2 separate regions of the Bombyx mori genome follow, and region 1 is linked to region 2. Evidence: chromatin contacts called from public Hi-C data. All regions are on one chromosome and are shown on one strand. The core of a region is the stretch at or near the end of the contact, and the rest is flanking DNA. Distances in the headings are between cores, read along the strand shown.

What was found. Hi-C and Micro-C count contacts between places; a contact is called where the count stands out from the background.
Region 1: a Hi-C map of middle silk gland shows a contact between it and region 2, with 1.4 times the contacts expected there. The contact joins the promoter of LOC101741085 here to the enhancer-like site in region 2. A contact is called at or near these places in 4 of 7 Hi-C or Micro-C datasets (middle silk gland, posterior silk gland and whole pupa).

Annotation. Positions count from the first base shown.
Region 1 is chr11:9,386,257-9,389,696 of ASM3026992v2, forward strand. LOC101741085 (protein cueball) reads right to left here and starts at 1,636. Exons shown (of 7, transcript XM_038013745.2): 1 at 1,340-1,636. The coding sequence starts at 1,406.
Region 2 is chr11:9,350,038-9,353,677 of ASM3026992v2, forward strand. It overlaps LOC101741085 (protein cueball), which reads right to left. Exons shown (of 7, transcript XM_038013745.2): 3 at 3,167-3,640; 4 at 2,800-3,069; 5 at 426-617. Among protein-coding and RNA genes, the nearest start is that of LOC101741085, 36 kb to the right of the region's middle. Within about 2 kb of position 1,599, at least 4 of the 8 cell types and tissues checked have open chromatin away from gene starts, as enhancers often do.

The DNA.
Region 1 (3,440 bases), core at 386-2,885, 36 kb after region 2:
TTTTCAAAATGAAGGGTTCTTTGTAATTAGTCAATTCATCAATTAAAGTTGAATCCAATGTCAAAATTGTAAAAAATCAGTTGACTATTCCGTGCACCTGGTCAGTTTTCAAGACTTTGTTTAGAGCTGCCAAATATTTTAACAGGAAACATTATGGTTCAAGAACGCAGTAATGTGACCTAACACATAATAAATTTCTTAAATTTTTTCAAAAGAAATTGGGCCATTTAGTTGTAAGGGAAGCCCGCGGTTACAACTACTTAATATCGCTTCTGACCTTGTTTACCCTTCAAACCCTTTGCGGCAGAATTAGGTCGGACCTTGGTAGGTATCTAGAGGTCTCAAATTTTGGTCAGTATTAAGATAGGAAATAGGAGTTAGGCACAAAAATAGGCGCGGCAAATACGAATGATGACTGTGAAGTTGCGAGTGGCATTAGCTAATGCGGAGGCTAGGGTTGTACTAATGCCAATGCGGAGGCTAGGGTTGTACTACCGTATCTGCCATGCTGTTCCTGACTGGATCATTATAGTCGTGTATTTTTATTGTGTCAGAGAATTGTTTTTGTAGCGAGTGCCAGTACACCAGGGTCAAAGCCAAGCTGCTCCCTATCTCTACGTCCAAAATATCCTATTAATTACAAGCGAAGTTATCAAAAAGATCAATTAAGAATATCATCTACTTTCTAAAATTTTTTTAGCTAATAGGCCTACAATTCGGTCTATTTCAACTTAACAACGTTAAAATGTTTGCCTAACTGAATTATTTCAGATCCTTTCAAATACTATAAAAAAGTTTATTAGTAAGAGCTATTATTATTTATTAAGTATTTGTTTGTTTACTTTTTTTTTCTTCTGATTAAACAAACACGTGGAATTCTAACCTGTATTTTTTCATCAAAGAAATTAAGTATGAAAACAGATCTGTTTTAATTAAAATAAGATGCATGAAAAATCACCCAATATTAGGTGACTTAGTTTCATAACTGCGATTTTCTCACAACTTTCCCATATTTCAGTGCTAATAGCCCTTCAGATTTAAAGCGGTTACATGAAGTCTTCTATTTAGTTGGATATAAACGCTATACAATTCGGTCGCGTATACATGAACCGTTTGTAGTGGCCTACGTGACTCAGAGTCCCCGTGCAATGGCGTCGCCGTGCCAAGCGAATAACCACCTTATCGACATCGGTCGCCGACTCTCTTCTATTAATTTACGAAACGTATTCATATACACTTGACAACGTATCTGTCAGCGTTGTGTAGAAAAAGGAATTCGTTATATAACAGTAAAAAATAGCACGTGCCCTCGAGTCAGGGATCAGCTGATTTTACTCACCCCAGGAGAACGCGCGGGCCGCGTTCACCAGCAGCGCGCCCACGAAAAACCATTGAAACTTCAACATTTTATTAAACGAACGATGCGTTCTCAGCTTTGGATGCACGTTTATATTGAAAAATTTATGCACGAGTTTCAGGCCAATGTCGTGCAGGCAACGCGAGACGCGACCGCACCGCTTGCGTGTTAAACCGAAACTAAAGGCAAAAGCTGCCGGTTTGCCGCGTCAAACCGAAATCTAAATAGGTTCATTGAAAAATATTTCGCGCATGCCCGCCCGCCTGCGTTATCAGGTTTATCATCATGCGACGTAATTTTGGCATGTTCCGTAGTAAGTGCCCTTGAAACATACCTAGTTCAAAGTAATTGATTCCCAATAGTCGGTGTCAGCAGGTACATGAATTTTACTGCTAACTCAGCATTTCGATTATGAAACTTTCAAGTACGCTTTATTGCAAGGTTCGTTTGAAGGGCAAAAGATTTCAACGCAATACCCTTTAATGTATTAAACTATAAATTTTAAGATCTTAGCTATATTATTGTCATAAATAAGCATTCATATTATGCATCTTATTAAGACATTAAGCTAAATCATTTTTTTAGTCAGATTAATTTGGACAGAACTTTACAATTTTTTTTTAAGACAAAATAAAAAGTACATAATAATATTCTTTACGCACCCAATAGTTACGAAATTGGATGTTTTAATTTTACTAATAAAGGTATCGCAAATATTGGTATATCTTTGGCTCAATAGATAAAATAATATGTTTTCATCTTTATTTGTTGAGTTTTGCTGTATAAGGGGATAAGTGTGATACCAACGTGTTTTCTCCTACTATTAGTTAACTTGATAACAAGCAGAATGTATTTTTTACAGGTAGGTACCATTAGCTGCTCGATAATGAAGGCAACAACATTTCTTTTGATAAGAAGAGTCAATAAAGGAAGATAGCTTAACTCGCGTCTTACATTGTAGGTATACGTATCAACGTTATGAAATGTTTATAATAGTAAATAATGGTGTTTCGCCCCCGAACAGATCTGCTTTCCTCTGAAGGTAAGCGGATCAACGATCTCGTCAGATCTTCTCAGTGGGTCGCGATTCCGATCCGGTGATAGATTCTGCGAAGCACTGCTCTTGCTAGGGCTAGTGTCAGCAAATTCTCTCAGGTTGAGCACGTGAGCTCACCTACCCGTCCGGACGTCGCTGGAATAGCCCCCTAGGCTACCAGCGAATTGGTAGGGAAAAACAATCCGCTTTGTAGAGTTGGGACAGCCATTGAGCCCGTCGCTTGCGACGAAGGGCTCGGCGTGTAAATTAACCCACAGATACAGCTCACTGAGTTTCTCGCCGGATCTTCTGTAGGTCACGTTTCCGATCCGGTGGTAGATTCTGCGAAGCTCGGCTCTTGCTAGGGTGTTAGCAACGTCGTCAGGTTTGACCCCTGAGCTCACCTACTATTTCGGTGAATCTAGAATAACCCCTCGAGGTTACTAGATTACGTAGGAAAATAAGTAAATAATACAAAAGCCGCTCCGACCTCATGTCTCAAAGTGGGTGGTTGCAGTTAGGTTGTGATGTCTATGGCCTACTGCTACCGCTTTACACTCATAATAAAACACTCATTTGAAACGGGTTGGCCAAATCAGGGTTCTAAAAGCAAGAACTTCATTTTAATTAAGTAGTTTATACTTTTAGTTGTCACAGAAAACTATAAAGTAATCGAAACGTTGCAAAGGTATTTCTTTATTATTATTGAAAAAGTATGTTTTTAAATTGTTTACAATTACGTTCAGAACGCATGACAATCTTAGAAACACACGGTGGTAGGAGTTTTTTTTTTTTCTAAATTAATAAATAAATATTTACTAACAATCACGCCACGTTAACTGGTCCCGTGATAAGTTCGTAAAGAACTTGTGTTAAAGGTACCAGATAACGGAAATAAATGTAAGGTTTTTATTATACACATACATCTATTTAATATATGTACATCCATGACCCTGGAAAAGACATTTTATATTTATCATACAAATATCTTCCCTTGGCGGGATTCGAACTCGCGACCACCTTGTGTAGTGACCATGTCACTTACCA
Region 2 (3,640 bases), core at 349-2,848:
GATAATACGTTTACTCTGTGATTTAAATACTAAAGACAAGTAAATTATGTTCTAACTTAACAAATGTTCACGATTGACTTCCACTTTGAAGGAACAACATCGTGTATTAAAAATCAAACCCGCAAAATTATAATCTGCGTAATTACTGGTGGTAGGGCCTGTTGCGTCCGCCCGGGTAGATACCACTACCCTGCCTATTTCTGCCGTGAAGCAGTAATGCGTTACGGTTTGAAGGGTGGGGCAGCCATTGTAACTATACTAAGACCTTAGAACTCATATCTTAAGGTGGATGGCGGAATTTACGTTGTAGATGTCTATGGGCTCCAGTAACCACTTAACACCAGGTAGGCTGTGAGCAGGTCTGCCCATGTAAGTAAAAAAAAACAAGATTGTATATTAGAAAACAGCCAATAAGATAAACGTACCTTGGTCTCTTCGTCAGCTGCATGATTTTAGTGATGAGCATAACGCAAGTGATGGCCAACACCCCGCATATCACGCCCAACGCTATTAAGCTTCTATCGACGCCGGAGTCGCCTGAATCTACGAATTCTCCATCACCGCTTGCCATCCTTTCCGATTCGAATGCATCAGCGGCCGCCCGGATAGAGGTGCAACTGGAAATAAAATATGTAGTTATTTTACAAGTGATATATGAAATCAGTCTTGAAAAAACAATTATTATTTTTTATTGAATTTGATTTATTTATTTAAACTTGTGCACGAAACGTGATGAATTCGTTATGGAATAAAAATGACACATCAAATAATCTACAATCTAATTAAAAATTAAAAATAATAGCGTGAAAACCCACATATATCGCGATATAATGTAAAAAGTATAAAACAAAATTTGTCAATTAATATTTTATTTTATAATACTCGTAGATAAAAAAATTACGAACGATGATATTATTTTCAAGAAAAATTTGTCAAGACGATAATATGAATATGTTTCTAAATTATTTTTTCGTTTACAAAACCTGCAGGTTATTTGTTACGCATGTCTTAAAATATAATCATCACAATCTTCTTATTATTATGACGATAACAAGTTACACGTTGCCCGTACTAAATCGGTAGCGCCCCACAGACACAGCCTACTGAGTTTCTCACCGGATGTTATCAGTGGGTCCCGATTCTGATCCGGTAGTAGAATCAGCGAAGCACTGCTCTTACTAGGACTAGTGTTAGTAAGTATTGTCAATTTGAGTCAGCGCGTAGTTGGAATAGCACCCTTTTTTTGTACAGTAAAACACCCGATCTCCCCCCGACCGGCAGGTGGGGTATGTGGGAGTTGAACCTCACCAAAACTCCTGCCGCTCACAGCCGGCGCCCGACCCCCGGACCGGGCCGGAGCCTAGTCGTGGCCATTGAGACGGCGAGACAGGGTTGACGCAGAGCATATTACATTCATCCCGCCGTCCCAAGGACGCCGGCGATACGACTACCGGTTCCCTCAGGTCGACATGCCGGGAACCCGCCTTGATGGCACCGCGCTGCAACTTCCCCTGGAGTGGTTGAGGGAATGTGGCCTACCATCACCCGGCTTCTCATGACGGGTGAGCGTACCGGGCACGCCGCCCCACGCCTCCTCGCATAAAGCGGGTGGAGCCCGAAGCTCTTAGGGGGCCGTGTCACGGATGAGACCCCGGTCCCGACCCTCTGCTCGGAGGTGGCGTTTTTCTGCGTAGTGAGGAAGGAGAGCTTTGCGTTACTCGCCCCGCCGCCTCCTTCCGCGAGATGGTGCACTCGTAGAAGTCGAGCATAGCCTTCCAGAACTCGTCGCCGCCAAGCATCGATGCCACGGTTTCAGGCAGGGACAAATCCGGTCCTATCTTTGCAGGACACGGCGCTGCACTTCCCTAGCGGGGCAGACAGCGAGCGTATGCTCCGCCGTGCTCTCCAGGTCGTCTCCATAATAGTAGTACCTCGTCCTCGGCTCAGCAAGCTCCGGTGCAGGTGAAATAGGCCCTTAGACTATTAGGTATATTGGATTTTGTATATTGGAATTATTTGAATATGGATTTATCGTTTTATATTTTAAATACGTCGCAAAAATGCTACAATTAAACAATATTGGTAAAAATACAGAATTATCGTGTTTTATTGCGTTCTTTTTATACATGATAACACTAATCATTAGAAATTCAATATTTATATGAATAGATTAAGATGGTATAATGCCGAAAAAACAATGATAACATTGAAATTTATCTAACTGCGCATTTCTAATTTGCATCGAATTCCTGTTTTAATCTTTTTTTATTTTTATTGTACAAACTCTAGACTTCACTACTACTACGCTTAAATATATGAATTCGCATCTTTTTATTGTTTTGATTTTAAATAATGTTTACTTATTACGGTTATCTTTATTATTAGAATTATGTGTGTTCTATGATTTTGCAAACTTTAGCGTTTTTATAAAAAAATTGCTGTGACGGTCCATGATAACCCTTATAAACATATGAACAGTGAGTCTTGTTAAAAAGACAATCCTGCCCATCCCACAGCTTCGGTTTTATTTAGATTTACAGAAAATTTTGATATTTTTATCATAAAACTGAAATAAAGACATATCCAGATCCCTTATCTCCCGGTTATTCGTGACCACAAGAACAAAACAATCGAGATGTTGAAAATTGTAACGCGAATAAAACAAATGCGATATTTGTTATAATTAAAATACTTATTTTATAATTTTTTGTTAGGCTCCATGTTATTCGCCGAAAAAAACAAAACCTTAATTTTACATTTAATAGTAATAATTTTATAAAATGCCAATATATCACTTACTTGCAATTATCGCTTGAAGTGGACGGGATTCTTGGTAAATCACTAGTATTATATGTTTTAGCTATTTCAGTAACAGTGCTTGTAGTAGACTCAATGTTTTTGCTTGTGGTCGTGGCCCGTACATCGGTTTCACATCTAGAACCTTCGTGTCCTAGCTGACATTTACAAATTGGCTTCAGTTTATCATCCACAGTACAGGCACCGCTGTTCAGACAGTAACCGCGACAAATATTGATTTCGCATCTTCTACCGGAGTATCCCTCTTTACATCTGTCAAGAAACAAGAGTTTAAGTAACGTATACACAGTACTTATATTTCAGCGTTTCTTTATCCAAAAGCGGTACATTAAAAATCGTTGCTACATACCCGCATTGTGGTTGTCCGTCTTTATTGAGTGTGCAGTCTCCATTAAAACAATAGTTCATGCAAACGAATGCTTCACATCTCTCCCTATAGATTCCTTCGGGACATTTGCAACTGAATCGGTTCTCATTTGTAGCATCGTGTTCACAGAATTCAGTGTAGTCGATAGCCGGTAGAGCTGTGGTCGTCTCTTGGACGCGTTTGCTCTCCGTCAAATTCGACAAATGTTGACATTCTTCGATGTTACGGATTTGATCCTCGATTTTGTAATGAGCAAATATATCGATTATTTCGTTGCTGGATTTGATCAGTTCATTACCGCGATCCGTTAAAGTATCGGAGTTCTTTGGCAGGGTCCATATGGAATGAGTGGCTTTGCTGATCCAATAAATATAATCCTTGGACACCGATATAGCGATAGGGTCGTGATGCGTTGAAGCCGTGAGTAATATGTTCCTGTTTGCGCCATCTAAATCT